Linked DNA regions of Mus musculus: region 2 is linked to region 1. The links are chromatin contacts, called in public HiChIP or PLAC-seq maps. All regions are on one chromosome and are shown on one strand. Each heading gives the region's core, a stretch centred on a gene start, on an enhancer-like site or on the middle of the called end of the contact. The rest is flanking DNA. Distances are from core to core; before and after follow the strand shown. Region 1 holds the start of Ap1s2 (adaptor-related protein complex 1, sigma 2 subunit). Region 2 overlaps Grpr (gastrin releasing peptide receptor).

Region 1 (5,295 bases), core at 1,230-3,729:
ATCTTCAGATCTCTCCACTCAAGGAAGCTGCACATCTTGGGTTTCCGTGCTAAAACGGTTTGAACAAGTTCTCTTGTGATCTTCTTCTTTTCTTTGTCTGACAGTGGGACATACCATTTCTGCAGTCGAAGCTTTCCCTGGCGACTAAAAAGCAACATAAACTGCATCTGTTAAAATAAATAAAATCAAAATTACATACAATTACCTAGGATCAACAGTCAAGATCACATGATGTTTCAGAGCTGCTTTGGGGGTACAGTAAACACCCTGACACATGATCAATAAGCCATCAACATTTCTACGCAGGTTATAATAGCAGGAAATTCTATTGGAAAGATCTTACTATATGTAGGTAAGTGTGGAAGAGTGTGTGGAAATCAGAACAGGTGGTAAGCTGGAGTGAAAATTTTGAAGAACAAAAACTCTGATAATTTCAAGAAACAATTTTCTACCTGTTCCACACTCCACCACTCTATGTGCATTAAAGGCAAATGCAGACATCAGGTAGTTGATTTAGGATGTTGATTTACATGTCTAGGAAGAGGAGACCTACTATTTTTCACCCTGAGGCTATTCTAGTTCCAGGCTGAATTTCTTGCAGAAAAACTGCTTGTCATTTAAAGCATTCCCTTCAATTTATGCTAGCATATTTTAAGCAAAATCACAATATTAATCAAAAAGATCTCACAAACAACACATTTTAAAGACAAAAGCCCGATTTTTATGTTTGCATTTCATAAAATCCAACACAAACAAGCACTCAAGAACTGAGTTAATGTATGTAAAAGAGAATACACGCTTAAAAAGCTTTATTCAAAGTTACTCATATCGAGACACAAGATATTTAATTTAAAACAACAAATTTTTGGGACAGTGCACAGAATACTTCTTTTAAAACAAAAACCACATTTGAATGTTATGCTGGATTTGAGTATGTTTTATACCGAAGCTAATTTGCATTGATTTACTTAGTATTTGCATGTCTGTTGGTCAGTCTATATTTTCTAAGGCATGTATTTTATAATTCAACTGGTAAAAGCGAGCTGTATTGTAAAGCTAATTTGAAGGTAAAATTTGGATAGGTGTTTTGTTTTAACCTTTTTAAGTTCCTTTAACAGTGACAGTGCAAGTAAGATCCACCCAAGGGCGATTCTTAATATTCACCACACAACCTTAAATTTGAACACCCGGAGGAGGAATTTACGTAACTAATATAAAATCAAATTGGCTCTAGACAGGAAATCCACCTCGCAATATCCCAAAAAGGCATCAAGAAAACATCCGGATATTTATGGCGTAGCCATTTAACTTTAATAAAGTTAAAATTGGCTATTACCCCACACAACACTATATAATTCATTGAGAGCAAAGTGCCACCCTTGTAAGTCCTGAAGACAGCGGCATCGAAAAGAACGGCATCGAAAGAACTGGACATTGAACGCAAACCGTTATCAGAACTTGGGGAAGGGACCGATCGGTTTTCTTAAATCTTGACCAGGAGAGATGGTTTGCTAATGACTGGGGTGTGCTCTAGGCTATCTGTAGCGGGGTCCAGTATCCGCCCTACCACTTTGGAGGACGAAGAAACCAAGCATTTTCCTCAAAACAAATGATGTGCTAACATGGGACGAAACCCGCGGCACAAGTATTCCTTTTCCCTCGCTTTGATTTTTGCCGCAAATCCCGGGACAACAATTTCTCCAGATTGGTATTAAAACAAAAACAAAACAAAACAAAACAAAAAACCCAACAATGAGCTCAGCCTTGGAGTGGGCTCTGGTCCAGCATCCCTGGGGTCCCGCAGTCTCGGACGCCTCCCCTCCTCCCGGGACTACACTCCATCAGTACCCAAAGCTGGGCGAGGTGACCGGCAAGGAGTGGAGCAGAGACAATGGCATCCGCTGGCCCGCCAGGGGCGCCAAGTCCTCGGTCGCCGTCACCCCAGCCCCTCCCCAAAACGCCCCGTCAAACTTGAGGCGATCAGCGAACCACAGGTGCCGCGGGGTCCCCGCGGAACCTAGGACCGGTTCCCCTGCATCACCGGCGCGCTGCCGAGTGGAGAGCGGAGCGCTACCGCCGGCAGAAGTGAGTTTCGGGGCGCGGCGCCCCGGGAGGACTCGGGGTGGGGTCGTCGGGGCGCTCACGGGGCGGCGGGGGGCGCGTCCCAGCCATCACTCCCTCTTTCCATCCCTGCCAGCTCAGCGGACTCCTTCAGCACTTACGGCGGCGGCGGGCCGCGGACGCGGCGGAGCTGGGCTGGCCGCGGAGACTGAGGCGCCGGCAGCTGCTGAGGGGAAGCCCCCGTCGCCGTGCTGTGGAAGGGAAGCCGTGGTGCCGCGGGGAGGGGACCCGTCTGGTGGAGGGCAGGCTTAGGCTGCGAGGGTAGGGCGAGCCGACAGATCCCGCCCTGGAGGCTGGACGGAGGAGGAGCCCGGGCTGCGGCGAGCGGAGAGGCGGACCGGAGACCGCGCGCCAAGCTGCCGAGGGGGCGCCAACCGCCTCTAGAGTGAGCGCTGTTGCCGGCAAGAACGAGAAGCCGATTGGTCAAATAACCGCAGGGTAGGCGTGGCGAGGGCCGGAAGTCTGGCCACGTGACCCGGAAGCGGCCTAGGCTGTGGCCAGCGCGCTTGCGTACTTCGGGCTGTGCTGCCGGGACGCGGCGCGCGCGGCTGTCCTGGCTCCTTCCGTGGCAGGGTGATGGGGCTCCGCGGCGCCCTTAGCTGACCCCGTGGTGCAGGCTAAAGGATGGTCCGCACCGCAAAGGGGCTGATTCCGAGCGCCAGTGACTCCGTGGGTCTCCAGAGGGTTGGGCGGGGAGGTGTGACAGTCGGCGATGATGGTGGGAGCCAAGGACAGGAGTGCTGCAACTCAGGGGAAAACAAGTCAGCGCTGTCGCGGTGCTCGTGCCCGCGTTTGCAGGGAGGCCCCTCCTTTCCAGCCCCAGCTAACCTAGACATTTCTCGCCACAAGCTTTGCTAGAGCCTCTCTTCAGGGCTTGCTTCCCCCAGCAGTGCGGCGGACTGGAGGAGTTGTAGTCCGCTCTCTGCTGCAAAAAAAAAAAAAAAAAAAAAAAAAAAAAAAAAAAAATCCAGACAGCGCTTAGTCCTTTTAGATCCCGCTTCCTTCTCACGGTCTCGCCCGCACCTTCCCCATCCCGGGTTCCAGTTTAGCCTTGGCTGATGACTCGCTCGCCTTGGCATGTCCTTCCTCTAATGTCACATCTATAAAGCCTCACCCTAAAGCCCCGGAACAACGAATTCCTCTTTTACCCACATGCTTCTGTTTAGCGCACCTTGGATTTTATTCGTTTAACAACCTAGTTCTCTGCCTGGTTTTAACACTACTGATAAATGTGAGTTGTCTAATAAAATTATAAAATGATGATAGACTTGTTAAAAAGCTGAAATGTTGACTTAGTCTGGGCGTATGATGGATGTCTGTGTTTTATTTGAATGGTGGAATGGATGGATCATCGAGTTCAACTCATCTTTTATAGATAAGGGGAATGGAGATCCACAGGATTAGGTGACCTTGCTTGGACAGCCATGGATTTCCCCTGTCAAATGCTACTCATTACTACTGTCACCTCTGTCCCTACAACAAAAGCCAGAACAGAGTATTCATTGGGCATGCCTTTCTTTGCAGAGATTACTAAACAGGAATTGTAAATTAACTAATGTAAGAAAAAAAAGATGCTACACTTTTAGCGAAGCTGTGTTTACTTAATGTAAAGAACCCCCTTATTAGACATCAATGTTCATTTTTATGTCTTAGAGTGCCAATGTAATAGGATCTTATACGTTAGGAATTTGAGGTCATTTTGTATATGCTTTTGTTTAGCAAAAATAAAACTAGAATACTTTCCCCTTTTCAGCAATACTATGCTGCTTGGAAAGTTTCCTACAAACGTGTGTGAGTGAAATATACTGGAGTATTAAAGTGGTCAATAGAAAGCAGAATTGGCTTTTGGTAGGTCTTTAGGTCCCCGGCCCAAATTTCTCTGTTTATTGTTGAAACATGCCTCTAAAATGCCAATGTACTTTCTCACAAGAAACAGATGTCATTAGCCAGTTCAAAGATAGCAATGATATTACACAATGAAAAACGGCCTTCTAATTCTAAACACTGCCTTTCCTTTTTGTGTTCAAAACACCTACGTCCTCAGGGTGCCTAAGTCACCACCTCCCAAGTTTAAACTCATTGGATGTGTTACTAATGTTGGTTAGTAGCTCTGGAAATTATGGGAGACTTGCAAATTGGCAGTCTCATTTCTGTGTTCCTAGCCAAAAAGAGAGAGAGAGAAAGTGGGGAGGGCTGGGGGGTAGAGAAGGAATTATGGGAAAATAATTAGCAGCTGAAAGCAGCTATTACATAATCTTGGCTGCTTATTAATTTAGCAGAAGGAATGGCTTATTAAATTCTAATACCAACAGCAAAACTGCAAACAACCTACAATTAACAGAGCAGGGCCCATTATTTTGTTAATACGTTCTCTTCCTTTGGCAAGTATATGAGAACAAAATTTATAGAAGCAGATGGTCTTTTTCAGTAGATTATAGATGGTTTATTCCCCAGTCTTAGTTCAAAGTGCTAATGGTGCATTCACTGTGAAAGACAAAAGGAAGCACGGCTGCCATCTTTGTTAGTAATTAAGTAGTTTGACTTTGATTTCCACATTTTCAAATTGTAGGCTTTGTTATATATATATATATATATATATATATATATATATATAATCTTCTGACCCACTACCTTTTTCATCTGTCATGTCAATATATAATCTTATTATTCCTTTGTGTTTGTTTTCAAGGTGATATTGCCTTCTTTATGCAACTATGGAAAACTATACAAAATCATGTGTGAAAAATTAATAACCAGAATTTGTAATTGTTTGTTAAATTTCAAAAATTGTTTTGCTGTCATGTATGCTAAACACAAGACACGATGGTAAAATAGAGATGCTATTTTTTAGCAATAAAATTTGGATACTATAAAATCTAAGGTTTTAATAAATAATTTTAGTTTCCTGTTAAATTTGTGATACCCATACATTTTTATGTCTGTTTCATCTCAAAATATGACTAAATGAAAAGGGGAAAACAGTGCAGTGTTTAAACATGCCCGCATGAGGCTGGAGAGGCAGCTCATTGGTTAAGAACACTGGCTGCTTTTCCAGAAGACTCTGGGGTGTGCTCTAGGCCTCTCTGGAAGCCAGGAACACAAGAGATGTGCAGATATGCATGTAGGCAAAACACCATTGTACGTAAAATTACATTTATAAAGATAACTAAAAAG
Region 2 (5,719 bases), core at 982-3,481, 380 kb after region 1:
GAATTGTAGTTATAGACAGTCATATATGGTGTTGTATCCACTTGAATTGTAGTTATAGATGGTTGTGAGCCACTGTATGGGTAGCAGAAATTGCACCCAGATCTTCTATAAGAGCAGCACAAACACTTAACCACTGAGCCATCTCTTTAGCCCTTGGGGATGCTTCCTAAAATATGGTGATACAAACTAAATATGATAACTAAATATGATAAATATGATTTTTTTTAGTCAAGGTTTCTCTGTGTAGCCCTGGCTGTCCTGGAACTCACTTTGTAGACCAGGCTGGCCTCGAACTCAGAAATCTGCCTGCCTCTGCCTCCCAAGTGCTGGGATTACAGTCATATGCCACCACTGCCCGGCCCAAACTAGTTTTTTAAGAAATCTCATTATTGGGTGATTATCTAAGTGAATATTGCCTATTATTACATTAGGTGATCAAACACATTGTGGAAGAATTGGAGCCCAATTTCTTTCCAAGATTGTCAACAAAAATGGAATTGAAGGTTGAAATGATAGTTTGAAGGAGACCTGTATCACAGGATGCATACAAACACAGTCAGTATTTAAGCATCCTTTACTTGTGCTTTTAGGGAAGATATGAGGATCTATAAAGAGCAATGCTTTTCTCCCTTCTCTGGGGACTGGCTTTTCATGGTACCAGAAGGCACCATGCTAGCATCCAAAGGAAGGAGGCAACCAACAGTCCTACTCGGGTATAATGCGTATGAATCACACCTATGACTATCAAAGCACGTTACCACTGAAGGTGCAGTAGTGGCATATGTACCTCAGCAATAACCAACAGCTCTCAAATTGGATTTAAGACTCACTTAACAAAAGGGAACACATGCCTGGTACTGGAAACTAGCTAACTACTCAGCACTACTGAATCATGGTTATAGGAGGAGAATCACTAATTTACTACACTAGCCAAATCCATAGCAATAATCTATAAGCATTTGTTCTTATACCTACAGTATAGTCTTTACCCCTCATCAAGGAAACTTCTCTTTGCAATAGATTAAGTCCAATACAGAAAACCACACATAATCAAAATGCAGATTTTATACAAAACACTTACACTATCTAAGGCTCAAGGAACGTTGTGGAAGAGGGGGCAGAAAGATGATAAGAAACAGAGGATCGGGGAGTTTGCTATGAGATTGTGCCTCCTATAATAACAGAAGCTACACCCATAAAGTCTTCCCAACATGGTCACCTAAGTGTGAGCTGAACAAGGAGGACACCAGTGGGTATGTCAAAGTGGAAAGGGAAAAGACTTTGAGGCTTCAGCCCTACACAAAGGACTATAATGGGCAGCTGGGGAAACCTGGAATTTGGAGAGGTGGTCTACTCCAGGGAAGGAAGAGCACACCAATTGGTTGTCCAGTGCTAAATGGTCAGCCTTAAAAACAACATCTATACAAGTTTGTATCCCCAGGACACTATATGGACTGAACAGGTTATATTTAGGATATTATATATTCCTATACAATATGTATTTTATCCAATATTAAAATATATGTGCATGAAATAAAAATTAATGAAAAAAAAGGCCATGAATTTGATGAAGAGTGGAGAGAATATGAGATGATTTAGAAGGAGAAAAGGCAAGGGAGAAATGTAATTATAATCTCAAAAATAAAACAATGGCCAGTCATAGGAAATCATCACTGATTGGGCATCCAGAGCCTTAGGCTCTGGGAGAGTCAGCTAACTGACTATGGGTCTTCTCCTGGCTTTGGTGTCTTCTTTAAGTGAAAGAAATTATACTTGATGACTTCTTGCTTTCAGGCCTATATTTCCATAGAAGAGAGTTATAATTAGAAAGGCGCATACATTTGTCTGTATTGTGGTAGCAGCACTTCATATATTGATCTACTGCCATCAACTCTAAGAGCTCTTCACAAAGATCTATGCAGAAATCATTGCCATGTTCATTAAGGGCTTTTGGGGGGCATATTTTTCCTCTCAAGTTATATTTTAAATCCTCATTGGTCAGGAATGTTTACATTCATAGTGTGAAGCAGAGCCTGAAATGCCAACTTAGTACTTCAGTGTGCTGCTAAATTGACTAAGCGTGCTGAACAGTAATAGCTTGGTACTAGAAGCCCAATGGCAGGGCTCAGTGGCCAAATGTTTTTATTATTACGAAGTAATAAGGCTAATAAGCAGTGTTGTGTGATGGAAGGCAGGCTTACTTCTATTTAAAGATGGAATGAACAGCTTTGATGGGGACAAGCAAAGAACACAAGAACATTAGCTGTGTTCCGATATTCAGTGCACATAGGCCAGAGCTTGGCAAACATTTCTGTAATGGCCAGATGATAAACATTTGAGGATTGGAAGACTATAGGGTCTCCAATGCAACCACTAAATTCTGCTTTGTAGCATGAAAACAGCTATAGATAATATGTAAACATATGGGCATGCCCATGTGCCAGTAAAACTTTATTTATGGATGCTGAACTTTGAATGCTGTGTAATTTTCACACATCCCATAAATATTAGTCTTTTTTTGGCTTTTCCCCAACAATTTAAAATGTAAAAAACATTAGTAGTTCATGGCCATACCGAAAGAGACAGAAGGCCAGATTTGATCAAAGAGTCCCATAGAGTTTCTTGTCCACGATGAAGACTTGTGTGCATACTTTCTGCAATGGTCACTTAACAGTGAGAGTTTCTTGTTTACATGGAGTGTGCCTAGGAAAATCCATGCTTCTCTTCCAGTTACCCAGGAAAGAGGTCCTAGGGAATATTGTATACAAAATCCCTAAATCTAGGGGCGTGGTTATGATTCAATTGGTCAAGTGCTTGTCTTGCGGGTATGAGTTTGATCCCCAGAACATATATAAAGAGCTGCCCATGGTGGTATGCAATTGTATTGCCAGCTCTAGAGAGTCAGAGACAAGAGTGACCCTGTGGCTCAGTAGCCAGCTTCCCTAGCATACACGATGACCTCCAGGTCAGTGAGACATGCTGGCTCAGAAAGCAAAGTGGACTGCAGTTGAGGAGGAATGCCCAACATTATGTTTTGGCCTCATGGCACACACATGAACACACACATGAATACACACACACACACACACACACACACACACAGAGAGAGAGAGAGAGAGAGAGAGAGAGAGAGAGAGAGAGAGAGAGAGAGAGAGTTCTACATCTCTGTGGTATTATAATGGTTTGAGGCTCTGTCATAGCATGTACCTGAGCTTCTCAGATTATTAAGAACCATTATCATCTATGTTTTTAAATGGTAATATGGGTTTCTGCAGCACGTGATCAGAGAACAGTAAAACTGATAGCAAAGCCAAAGTCTTTCAGCCAGCTATTTCCTCCTGCATGCTCTTGGTTGTCTGTAATGTGACTAGTTTAAATAGAGAAAAGGAAAGGCATTTGAAGACAAAGCTGGATTCCAGCACACACCATGCCTCTTGCTTCTCCCTTTGTGCCTCACCATTGGGTATGGTGCTGATTCCCCCAAAGTCTTTCCATCTAACTCATGGAACATGTTTAGTAAGTTGTAAAAAAAAAGAAAACTACAGGGGGAGGAAACTGGGCCTGACTAGATCACTTCCTTACTTATCCCTAGTAAATTTTGAAGACTTGAAATGATCAGAGAAACAAGAAGCATCTGGACTGTAAGTCTTTGAGAGGACAGTTTAGCTCAGTGTATGGTAGGAGAAGACTGGGTCACTTTGAACATCTCAGACTTGTTTCCTAGTCTAAAGCCCATGAAATGGCAGGCAAATGGAATGAAGAACTCCTAGTTTTTAGTTTTAGTTTATTCTATAAATAAGGCAAGCATAAAAGTGAGCCAGATCTAGACTCCAGTCCTAACACCAATAGACATGCTATCCCAGACAGGGGAAAGCTCATGGGCCTCCAATCCTACCCAAAGAACTACAGTCAGCTAAGGAATGCTGAGAGTGGGGGCTATCCAATACCAGTGGTCAACCCTGAAAACATCCATAAAAGTAACTTTGTACAGACTGAGAAAGTTGTAGTTCAGATGTGTGTGTATGTATGTGTGCATTTATGTATGTATGTGTGTATGTAGACATATATGCATATGGACTTTTCTAACATCAATGGGAAGGGAGGCCCTGGGCTCTGTGGAGGTTTGATGCCACAGCATAGGGGTTGCTGGAGCAGTGGGGCAAGAGAGAGTGGGTAGGGGAGTACCCTCATACAGGCAAAGGGGAGAGGGTAGATGTGGGATGAAGGGTTTGTGGAGGGGTAACCAGGAAGTAGGATATCATTTGAGGTGTAAATGAGTGGAATGATTAATTACAAAGGAAAAAAGAGAGGCCATGAATTTGAAAGAAAACAATGAGGGTTTAAAGGGAAGAAAAAAGAGAGATGAATGTTGTAATTATGTTAGAACCTCATCCCCCCCCCAAACCACATTCTCTTATGACCTAGAGTGAATTGACCTTCTTTTAAAATCCTTATTATTTTTAATTATATGTAGGTATGTGTGCCTGCGTGTGAGTATGTGCACACGAATACAGGTGCTCAAGGAGGCCAGAGGCATTGAATCTCCTGGAGCTGCAGTTACATGTGGAGTTACATGTGGAGTTACATAAGTGAGCCCTGTAACATGGGTGTTGGGAACTGAACTCGAGTTCTCTGGAAGAGCAGCACATGCCATCTGAACCAACTGATCTGATCTGAACACCTCTGAACCATCTTGCCAGCCTGAATTATTGTTCCAGAATAGCATATGAAAAGAGTTGCTAAGAGTTTAGGTTTATGGATCCATTTGCATTAACTCATTGTAAGTATAGGACCCTGCAAAAGTAGATACTTAAGATGCGCTTGTGTGTTACCAGACATGCTGCTTTCTGGGTAGTTGGGGGTGTTTTGTTTCATTTGAGCTAATTGGTGGAGGCACATGAAGAAGCAGAAACTCTGTTCCCTCGAGATTACCAGACTTTCTTGAAAAAATGTACTGACCAGAGGCCTGGTAGTGTCTGCAGAGTACGACCTGATGTTTGGAGGGGCATCTATCTGTGTGATATCACAAAATGTTTACATGACATACTGATGTTAAAAGATACAAAAAGGTCAACTTTTAATCCTGTAAAGGAAGACAAAGAAAAAAGACATTGGGAAGAATTATATCAAAACATCATGTATAAGACTGCCGAGTGATTCTTGTTTTATTTGTATGATTCTTCACTCTCCAATTGTTTTATACTGAGCTCTTAGGATGCTTGCAATGTGTTGTTTTAAGTGAAAAGTCCTTCAAATTTGCTCACTGCTTTTCCTCCACCTTCCTTGTTAATCTCTTTACTGACTCAAGGCAACTCTGTCAATTGGTTCTTGTTCTGTGTGTGTGTGTGTGTGTGTGTGTGTGTGTGTGTGTGTGTAGGGGTGTGGTTGGGAGGACTGGGGATGGAACCCAATGAAGAAAATGGAGCCTCTCAATTCTTCAGATCTGAGCCTGGTCTCAAGGAGCCAGATGGCCTCTGCTCAGATTCTAACTCTGCCATTTGTTAATGTAGCCTTGGGAAAGTTAGCCACTCTGTCAGTTCTTTCATTTGTAAGAGTTATTGGAGAAAGGAGGTGTGAGGAGAGAGAGTGAGAGACGGAGACAGAGTCAGAGAGAGACAGACAGACAGAGACAGACAGACAGAGACATAGAGAGACAGTGAGAGACAGAGAGCAAAAGAGAGAATGAGGTGAGGGGAGAGAGAAATGCTAAATAGTACTT

What was found. HiChIP or PLAC-seq counts read pairs in DNA pulled down with a chosen protein or histone mark.
Region 2: an H3K27ac HiChIP or PLAC-seq map of VIP interneurons shows a contact between it and region 1, with 4 times the contacts expected there. The contact joins the enhancer-like site here to the promoter of Ap1s2 in region 1. A contact is called at or near these places in 13 of 39 promoter capture datasets (the 3T3-L1 cell line, 3T3-L1-derived adipocytes, the C10 cell line and 9 more), 7 of 484 Hi-C or Micro-C datasets (brain, cerebellar granule neurons, cerebellum and 4 more) and 1 of 115 datasets of contacts at active chromatin or transcription factors (VIP interneurons).

What each region holds. Positions count from the first base shown.
Region 1 is chrX:163,906,201-163,911,495 of GRCm38.p6, reverse strand. It overlaps Ap1s2 (adaptor-related protein complex 1, sigma 2 subunit), which reads right to left and starts at 2,479. Exons shown (of 6, transcript NM_001290379.1): 1 at 2,223-2,479; 2 at 1-167. The coding sequence starts at 167. It overlaps Gm52456 (predicted gene, 52456), which reads left to right and starts at 1,965. Exons shown (of 2, transcript NR_165469.1): 1 at 1,965-2,085; 2 at 2,198-3,386.
Region 2 is chrX:163,529,618-163,535,336 of GRCm38.p6, reverse strand. The region is part of intron 1 of Grpr (gastrin releasing peptide receptor); the gene reads left to right. Among named protein-coding and RNA genes, the nearest start is that of Grpr, 17 kb to the left of the region's middle. Within about 2 kb of position 2,231, at least 1 of the 459 cell types and tissues checked has an H3K27ac peak or open chromatin away from gene starts, as enhancers often do. A contact at or near this core is called in VIP interneurons, where this site is marked.